3 separate regions of the Mus musculus genome follow, and all the other regions are linked to region 3. A link is a contact called in public HiChIP or PLAC-seq data. All regions are on one chromosome and are shown on one strand. The core of a region is the stretch at or near the end of the contact, and the rest is flanking DNA. Distances in the headings are between cores, read along the strand shown. Region 1 overlaps Ccz1 (CCZ1 vacuolar protein trafficking and biogenesis associated). Region 2 holds the start of Fam220a (family with sequence similarity 220, member A). Region 3 holds the start of D130017N08Rik (RIKEN cDNA D130017N08 gene).

What was found. HiChIP or PLAC-seq counts read pairs in DNA pulled down with a chosen protein or histone mark.
Region 1: a contact with region 3 is called in an H3K4me3 HiChIP or PLAC-seq map of bone marrow-derived macrophages, with 2.4 times the contacts expected there. The contact joins the enhancer-like site here to the promoter of D130017N08Rik in region 3. A contact is called at or near these places in 10 of 39 promoter capture datasets (the 3T3-L1 cell line, cranial neural crest, hematopoietic stem and progenitor cells and 5 more), 3 of 484 Hi-C or Micro-C datasets (the G1E-ER4 cell line and nephron progenitors) and 1 of 115 datasets of contacts at active chromatin or transcription factors (bone marrow-derived macrophages).
Region 2: a contact with region 3 is called in a FOXA1 HiChIP or PLAC-seq map of pancreatic cancer cells. The contact joins the promoter of Fam220a here to the promoter of D130017N08Rik in region 3. A contact is called at or near these places in 2 of 39 promoter capture datasets (cranial neural crest and fetal liver), 3 of 115 datasets of contacts at active chromatin or transcription factors (bone marrow-derived macrophages, embryonic stem cells and pancreatic cancer cells) and 1 of 9 other capture datasets (adipose tissue).

What each region holds. Positions count from the first base shown.
Region 1 is chr5:143,988,421-143,991,693 of GRCm38.p6, forward strand. It overlaps Ccz1 (CCZ1 vacuolar protein trafficking and biogenesis associated), which reads right to left. Exons shown (of 15, transcript NM_177682.3): 13 at 3,052-3,210; 14 at 2,218-2,345. Among named protein-coding and RNA genes, the nearest start is that of Gm17135, 9.1 kb to the left of the region's middle. Within about 2 kb of position 1,846, at least 53 of the 459 cell types and tissues checked have an H3K27ac peak or open chromatin away from gene starts, as enhancers often do. A contact at or near this core is called in bone marrow-derived macrophages, where this site is marked.
Region 2 is chr5:143,547,376-143,550,566 of GRCm38.p6, forward strand. Fam220a (family with sequence similarity 220, member A) reads left to right here and starts at 1,345. Exons shown (of 2, transcript NM_133703.5): 1 at 1,345-1,759.
Region 3 is chr5:143,756,922-143,759,939 of GRCm38.p6, forward strand. It overlaps D130017N08Rik (RIKEN cDNA D130017N08 gene), which reads left to right and starts at 1,433. Exons shown (of 2, transcript NR_015486.2): 1 at 1,433-1,868. It also overlaps a transcript of Usp42 not described here.

The DNA of each region.
Region 1 (3,273 bases), core at 596-3,095, 230 kb after region 3:
AGGCAGTCAGAGAAACAGCTCACAAACTCCTGAGACCTCCATGTTTCCCAACACACTAGGGTACCACTGTTTTGGTTCTAAAAGAACTGGTTTGCGGAGAGCCTGAGATCCTCGTGGGTCAGCACTAGAAGTGCAATGCTCCTGAGAAGCTGACGGGATGGATGTACAAAAACCCTGGCCACAGTCTTGAGATGTCGATCAAGGGTTTTCCAGAGATAATCACCTTGGATTAGTTGATCCATCAAATCCACCTATTTTAATTTCTGTGGTGCTAAGTAGAGAGCCCAGGGCCTTGAGTATGCCAGGCAAATGCTATACCACTGAGCTCCATGCCCACCCCTTTAAACTCCCATTTTATCTCTGCATGCACCCAAATACTAATGCAAATGAAGACCTGAAATGTCCTAATGCTGGGCACAGTGAGGCTGCCTGTAATCACAACGTTAGGAAACCGTGGGACAATGGCTGTAAGTTCAAGGTTGGACTGGCCTACATAGCAACTTTCAGGCCAGCCAGATGGAAGCTCTTGTCTCAAAAACACAAAACAAAAGCCCAAAACAAACCAACAAAAGAACAGATGTTAAGATCCTCTATGTCACTTATGATGAGCTTGGTAGGATTTGTCCCCTGCCTGCCGTTAGTGTCATGCCACAGAGAGCAGTGGCGAAGCCCAATCCCATGAGGACAATGCGATCTTTTCTCCAGGACAACATTCATTAAGACCCATAAAGCAGCTGCTAGATCACACTGTCCAGAAAGGAGACCAACCCCGCCCTGATGGGAAGGCAGAAAAAAACTGCATTCTTCTGCCCATGTGCAGATGGTGACAGCTGGAAGTGCCCTGTGAACCTGGCAGCCTGGAGGGTTCTCATCACAGGATCTATAAAAGGACATTTGTACAGTGGGCAGCTATAAAAGGACATTTGTACAGTGGGCAGCTATAAAAGGACATTTGTACAGTGGGCAGCCATGCCTTGTTTGCTGATTTTTCTTTTTGTAGCACTTTAGAAAACACTTTTCTTTTAGGCACTGTTAAGTTTCCCACCCCACAGGAGAAATAAAAGCATTTAATGGGGGACTGGAGACACAGCTCAGTGGCTAGGAGCACCTGCTATTCTTACAGAAGACCCCATTTGGTTCTCGGCACCCACAGGACAGCCTACAACTGTCAGTAACTGCAGCTCCTTCTGGCTTCCTCAGGGACCAGGCACAAGTGGGTGGGACACAGACATAAATGCTGGTAAAATACCCATATGCATGAAATAAAGTTTTCTTTAAACCCGAAATACACAGAATAGAAGCATCTGCTTGGATCTTAGGAGTTGTGTTCTGGTTTCTGTTTGCACTGGAGGCTGAGTTAGGCCCTCACTCATGCTCGGCGGGTGTAGCAGTGGGCTACATCCCTCACAGACCCCTGACACCCATCTCATTTCCCCCCCACCATTTATTCAAGGTAGAGACTCCATTAATAGCCCAGGCAGACTTTGAAGTTCTCATCCTCTTGCCTCTTGAAAAGCTGGGATCCAAGGCCAGGAGCTTCTGTTTGTTTGATTTCTGGGGCAGTTATGAGCTGCCCCATGTGTAGACCAAACTTGAGTCCCTGTAAGAGCAGCAGAGACCCTGAGCCTCTGGAGCTGTCTCTGCAGTCCCTGTTTTTTTGCTTTCTAATGTTTATTTTATGTGACTATCTTTTGTCAGCATGTATGTCTATCACCACGTGTGCCCGATGCTGTCAGAGGACAGACGAGGTATTGGATCCGTGAGAACGGGGCTACGGCTGCCTGCGGGCCACTGTGTGGGAGCTGGAACTAAGCCAACGTCTTAACCCGGAGCCACTGCTGCAGCTCACCAAGTTACTTCCCTTTTAAAGAACTTCCTATTTCCTTGTGTGTGCACGTGTGTGTATGGAGGGATACAGTATGCATGCATGAGGTCTGAGGACATTCTGTGTGTCACCAAGCTTGGCAGCACGCTCCTGTACCCACTAGGCCACTTCTCAGGCCATATTTACTTTTTTTTGAGATAGGGTCTCCTGTAGTCCAGGCTGAGTTCAAACTCACTCTGTAGCTGAGGATGGACGTAAACTCCTGATCCTCCTGCCTCAGCTGGAATTATAGGTATGACCACAATGTGCAGCTTCTATAGTTTCTTAACCCAGGGAAAGATTATTTGAAGTATCCGTGGTTAAAGTTCTCCTGAGGTCCCAGGCCCCCTTACCATTGACCTCGATCAGGTTCGCATTCTTCTGACTGAGAATCACGTACAGCTCCCGCTGGTCAGACTTCTTCCCAACAACCCAGTAGTCGCTCATGGCCTTCACAATGATTTCTTCATCTTCATCTGCTCTGTAACAAAGTTTCAGAGTGGGATGCTTTTATGTACACAGCTAGACTGGGAAGAGAAAAAGAATTCAAAACAAGAAATGGTACTAAGGGGCTGGAGAGATGGCTCAGTGGTTAAGAGCACTGACTGCTCTTCCGAAGGTACTGAGTTCAATTCTCAGCAACCACATGGTGGCTCACAACCATCTGTAATGAGATCTGACGCCCTCTTCTGGAGTGTCTGAAGACAGCTACAGTGTACTTACATATAACAATAAATAAATCTTAGGGCTGGAGCAAGCAGAAGCCAAGTTTAATTCCCAGCAACCACATGGTGGCTCACAACCATCTGTACAGCTACTGTGTACTCATATACATAAAGTAAATAAATCTTAAAAAGAAAGAAAGAAACGACACTAAGTTGTAGTTATAAATAGTTAAGTAGTCACGTATGAAAGGCAACCTTGTGTGATGTGGAAGCAGTCTCTTCTCAAGGGCTCTGGGTCACTTGGTTTAAAGGTAATTATTTAGCTAGGCATGCAGGCATATGTCTATAATCCCAGCCCTGAGAAGGCTGAGGCAGAGAGATCTTGAGTTTAAGTACTACTAGGTTATACAGTGAATCCCATGTAAACAAACAAATAAGATAAATATAAATATACATACGTATAACTCCTTTAAATCTATTCTCAGAAAGGCAACATCCGCTTTGAGAAGTCGCTGGGATTACCTGGTAAAGTCACTGTTGATGTCCCCTAATATCTTCATTAGATCTGGGTGGACGGATGTGAGTGACACACTGGGCGTTTTCCTCATGTGAATTGTACTTTTCTCTGCTAAATTCATGTGGTTGAAGTAGATGAACTTAAACTGGGGCTCCTTTTCAGACCTGTGCAGACATGACATTGAGATGACGACCACTGAAAGAACAGTTATCCCAAGCACACAGGCA
Region 2 (3,191 bases), core at 95-2,594, 210 kb before region 3:
TTATATTTCTTTTCTTTTCTTAACAGGGTTTCTCTGTGTAGCTTTGGCTGTTCTGGATCTCAGTCTAAAAACTGGACTGACCTCGAACTCACAGAGATCTGCCTGCCTCTGTCTACTGAGTACTGGGGTTAAAAGCATGCACCATCACCACCACGGACCACCAGGTTTACCTTGTTTTCTTACATGTGTGAGTCGTAGAGTGGGGTTGCTGCGTTGCGTCCTGGCGCCCTCTAATGGTGAAGCTGAGGATAACAGGGAACGTGGCGTGGCAGCGCTAACCTGTTGCTATTCCAGTTTCAGGAGGCTGCTGCTGAGTTGATATCACCCTTTATGGCCTGGACCCTCTCACACCCATCACCAAACAAGAAGATGCCGTACAGAATCGCTTACAGGTCAACCTGATGGAGGCAGTTTTTCAATTGAGGTTCCTTTTTCCAGCATAACTCTAGGAATTAGATAACTCTAGACGAGGTTCTCAGCCTTCCAATGCGCGACCCCCTTAATACAGTTCTTCGTGTGGTGACCACCAACCATAAAATTATTTCACAACGACTTTATAACTTTAGTTTTGCTAATTTTACGAATCGTAATGTAAATATCTGATATACAGGTGGTCTTAGGCTAACCACTGTGAAAGGATCGTTCGGTCTCCAGAGAGGTCGCGACCCACTGGTTGAGAACTGCTGGTCTATCTTGTGTCACGTTAACAAAAATAAATGAGCAGCATAGAAGGCAACACCCTAGAGTCACTTGTGTTCTTCCACCATGAGGGTCTCAGGAATTGAACTCAGATCCTCTGGAGCAATGGGAAGTGCATTTTACCTACTTCACCATTTTGCTGGTCTCACTGTAACCATTTTTAGGAATATGTGTGTTATAAAGTACCTGTGGCCATACCCAGGCATCATCTCTTTTCTGTTATATTTTAAAGATTGATTTTTATTTGGATGTGGTGTGTGTGCGAATGAGTGCAGATGCCCAGGAAGGTCAGATATTGGCTCTCCTGGAGCCAGCTACAGGTGGATTTTGAGCCACCTAGTGTGGGTACGGGAAACTGAACTGAGGGTCCTCTGGAGGAGCAGCCAGCCTTGAGTTCATGTTTTTCCTGCTTCAGTCTCTTGAGTGCTGGAATATTAACAGGCTAGCGCCACCACGCCACTTTCCCTGTGTCGTTATTCTCAACTCTTCACCATTAGAGGACGCCAGATGCAACGCAGCCAACCCTAGTCTCCAACTCATGCGCACTTCACTTGCAGGAAAGCCGCCCGAGGGGCGGGGCGGCCCGGGGCGGGGCGGGAGGCGGAGTCTGCTGCCTGCGCAGGCGCGGGCCGGCTTTGTGACGTCAGGCCGCGCGGCCCGGCCGGGAATCCAGGTGGTAGCTGGTGGAGTCGCCTCCGGAGAGTGACGCGCAGACTCGGCTCCCCCGCGGCCCGCCCTCCTGCCGGCCTCGCCGCGGTCTCCCTTGCTCCCTGAGATCGCTGAGCGCTGAGCAGCGGCCCGGGAGAGGAGGCCTTGGGCGACGGGGCGCGGAGAGGGAGGGCGGGCGGGCAGTGGGGGCGCCGCGGATCTCTATATGGCGACGGCTCTGTCGGGTCTGGCTGTCCGGCTGTCGCGCTCGGCCGCCGCCCGCTCCTATGGGGTCTTCTGCAAGGGGCTGACCCGCACGCTGCTCATCTTCTTTGACTTGGCTTGGCGGCTGCGCATCAACTTTCCTTACCTCTACATCGTGGCTTCCATGATGCTCAACGTGCGCCTGCAGGTAGGTGAGCCGCGCCCTCCGCATCCCTGCCCACCTGGCTCGGCGGGATGCAGGTGCTAAGGGGCTCATGCTATCAGCCTGAGGCTGAGTGTGAACCAAACACCGCGTCCCTCCCACCCCCGTTACCCTACTCTGCATAGAGGATGCTTCAGAAGGTAGGTTCCCACATCTGGGGGTGGGGTCCAAGGAAAGATGACAGGAAGGTCCCTTAGGACGCTTTGTCCTCAAAAATGACAAATTGTTGGCGATCCTGTAGCTGCGAGTTCCTTTGTGAATTCTGGTTCCCCAAACTTTGTGACGGTATATTATATTATCCTTGTACTGTAGGTTGAAAGTTAATGGTGTCTTGACCAATGTTTTCGGTATCTTCTGACCAGGGATTAGAAATGGCGATAGGGATGAAGATGAGAGAGAAAGAGGGAAAACAGATTTAGAGGCCTGCAACAGTTTAGACGTGGACTAACAGCATGCCTGCATCAGCATTCTGGAGGCCTCATTTGCTGAAAATGACTGACATTTCTCTATCTTGAATTTACAAAATGCTTTTTTTTCTAGCGGAGAGGTCTTACGGACCTGAGTGTTCTGTCTCAAAATGTAAGAAAGGCTGCATAGTGAACTTGGATTCTGTTTACACACCTTGGAGTGTCACAGGCTGTGTTGGAAGGAAGGACTTGGCTCCACCCCTGGGAAGCATGTAATCTGACAGAGGTTTTTTGTTGTTGTTTTTGTTTTGTTTTTGGTTTTTTGTGGTTCTGGAAATGAACCCGGTGGGTGCATTGGTTTGCCAGCCCTAACCCCAGCCTTACTGTGCTTATGTTGTTCCCTGGTGTGCAGAGGCGCCAGTTCAGTATAGTGCTACCTAGTTTTTCTGCAGTTGGGTCAAGTTGGAGTGTAATGGACTTGGTGTGTGTAAATGGTCCATGACACAGACCACATGAAATCGGAAGCCAAATATGTTGATCAAAATTGGTTAAAAGGAGTTAAGAAAAACCAAATTTGAGGTCCATATCAGAATCTCTTTACTTTTTTGGGGGGGGGGTGGGGAGGTGTTGTGTGTGTACCACCCTGGTTATGAGGTGCTGCCGGGATCAACTCGGGACTTTGTGAATGTTAGACAAGCATGAGCAGGGCTTGTAGCATCTTAAGTGATATCAGGCCATGGGGCAGAACCGTCAAGCCTTTACAGCAGGTGCCACAAATGAGTGGAGTGCTGGGTGTGGGAAGTGAGATCAACCAGAAAGCCTGTGTTCCTGCCAATTACCTACCTGTAGAAACATGGCTCCAGTGTCTCTGCCAGATCTGGTAACCACCTCCGAGAGAAATCAGACTTGAGAAATCAGACTTCCTGATTTGTGAACATCAAGTTAGCTCAGAGTTTTCAAAAAGGAAACAAAACAAAACAAAAAACAAAAACAAAAACAAAAAACCTTTG
Region 3 (3,018 bases), core at 183-2,682:
CTGCCAGTCAAGCGCACCCTCATTGCTGAGGTGGTGCATCTCTCAGGGCAGCTCGCATGCCGTCCACACTGCAGTCATGGTGAGGACCCCACAGCAGCTGCACTGCAAGCATGGCTGAAGACCTGCCATGGTTACAGCCGGTCTAGACCACCGGCCTTAGAAAGCAGCATTCCTAAACAAGACAGAATAAAGGAAACTCTACAGGCCCCTGAAGCCATTTCACAGGGGCCAGGGGAGGATGCTACCCCTGCCCAACTCTCCCTGAAGGCCTTTGGTACAAACTCGATCCTTCATTTGCATTATGGACAATGTCATGATGGCTGTAATACTCTCGCTACACATACCCTTTTCGACCCAAAGCCGTTTGTCTCAGCTTTCTCAGACAGGGCTTCACGTAGCCCTTACCTAATTGTGTAATTACCTCCTCCTCACCCTGTCTTTATTTCCCATATGTCCAGATTACAAATATTGATACCTCACTAGGTTTGACTACAATTTAGAAGCAGTAAGCCATTGCCATCTTTTTACATTAGGCCCATAAATCTTTTGCTATATTTAGGTTTTTGAAATAAGTATGGCAGGCCTGAGGTGGTGATATGAAGAGTAGACTCCAGGTTAGGGTCAGGGCCTGAAACCATAAGCCTGTGACTCTCAGGACTTAAATAGTCCAGCCTAGCTCCTGTTTTGAACTTGGAGGCCCAGGTCAACTAGTCAATAGCCTACCAGCGCCTCCTCACTGCTCAGCATTTCCCCTCTCCTTGGTCTCTCTTCTCCTTTCCTCCCTCCCTCTTTCTATACATACATTGAATGTAGCCCAGGCTCTCACCAAATGGTCTATACACCTCAGGATGATATATAACTCCTAACACACTTGCTTCTACTCCTAAGTGCTGGGATTAATGACATGGGCCACCACACCAGACTCCTTACTCATGATGTCTGAGTAAGACAAAAGAACCAAACCCGGGTGGCTCTTAAATATATATTACATGGATGTATAGTGTTTGGGAGTATAAGGTAGGAGGCCATTGTGGACACGGAGCTTACTTTTGGTCACAGCAGAATGACTGAAATTAGGTGTCATGGTCAAAGGGGATTAGGTTCTCTGAAAGACAGTTTGTAAAGGCGGCAGGAGGGCCACACAGTCGAATGCGACCCTTGGCTGCCGCTCCCAAAACGCCACCACTAAAGTCTTCCAGCCAGTTTTTGCCCATGTGGGACCAACCCATTCTTCCCTACCGGAAGTGGAAGGGGGCGGAGCCGGCGGAAGTTCTATCTCCACCAGGCGCAAGAGGCCAATGTGTAACTTCCTCCCGGGGAGGGGACACTTCCAGTTACTGCGCCCCAACCTAACCCTACGGGTGCCGAGCGCGGCCAGCGCAGTGCGCCTGCGAGCTGTCCCTGCATCCCGCGCGCAGTGGGCGTTACTAACGGACAGCACCGGCCTCTGGGAGTTCAGATACAGTGATGCTTCAGAAACTGTGGACCCTCGGACCCAGCCCCTGTTAATGTTGAAGGACCAGGAAATATGAATCTAGGTAGCAGCTGAGGCTCTAGCTAAGGACCATGCAAAGCGTGTTGGAGAATGTGTTTCCAGCTCACCTAAGTAAAAAAAAAAAGACTACCCGACCCGACCGCACAGATTCGCAGTCGAGTTGAAATCGATCTGAAAAAAAGAATTGGTGCGCGTTAATTTAAACAAATCTCCTAAGATCCAAGGCTACAGGATCCGAGCTCACCAAAGATCACAACACGGGGTATGAGTTCCCGAGAGCCTGCTGTAAATACGCCAGCTATTTAATCTCACTTGGAACCTGCAAGTTAGGTAACATCCAGATCTCCTTCCCAAATGAAGGGCCGTGGCACAGGTTAAGTAAAACTTCATCCTTATTCACCAGTGTGTGCATGTGCGTGTGCGTGGAGATAGTTTTCTCAACCCCTGCCAAAAATGACATTATTTTAGGACCCACTGTTATAATGGTACTAAAAATATTAGGGTAACTTTTTTTCTCATTTATTTTTGAGATGAGGTCTTGCTGTGAACAGCCCATACACTTGTGCTAATCTTGTCTCTGCCTTACAATGCTGCAATTACAGGGCCTGACATCATGTCCAGCCTTTGTTTTTTTTCAGACTGGGTGTGCTTTAGCTCAGCTGTCTGTAAACTTGGGCTGTAGCTGGGGTTTGCCTTGGCACCCCCTACCTGCCTCTCATCCTGCATAAGTGCTGGGAATTACAGCACTGTGCTACTGGCTAGGCGTTTGTTAAAGCTTTGTCAGAAGCTTTGTGTACTTTCTTGAAAAGGTTTTTTGTTTTTTAAAGCAATGTAATAATATATCCTTTGCCTCTTGTACTGACATTGAGGCCTCAAAGCCAAAAGGATTGAAATTGGAGCAACCCTCTCATGTTGGCGGTTAATTGTGGAAATCGCCATGTAAGATGTCTTAGTTGACCCAAGGAATTCAGTGAGGATTCCTTAGCCATTCGCCTTGGAGGAAGTGAAGAAGGCAAGCCAGATGTGGTACGCTCCTGTAATCCCAGCACCTGGGAGACTGAGGCAGAAGGATCGCTGACTGAGAGGCTAGCCTAGATGACACTGTGTGTTCTAGACCAGCCTGGGCAAGAGAGTGATACCTTGTGCCAGAAAACTGAAAAGCGGAAAAATATTTTAAAAAGAACCACAGCAGAAGTGGCTGGGGTGTCGCTCAGTCGTGCTTTGCTTGTCTAGGTCAGGCAAGGCCCTGGGTCGGACCCCCAGCATCACACCAAGTCGAGAGGAGGAGGAGAGAGAGAGCAAAAGTAGGTGTGCTCACCTGCTGAGTCAGCCGAGTCTGCACGCTAACTGTCACTGTGTAGGTGAGGACCTACCAAGTGAGGGTTCTAATCTCGATGACATCACAAGTGTTGCCTGGCACCAAGTAAACAAAAGTTTTCCTGGCCAGTTCTCACCCCAGCCTGATGCCTGAGACATAGTTGAACTTGTTTATTAATTCCTCCTGTGTCACAAATTACCCCTTA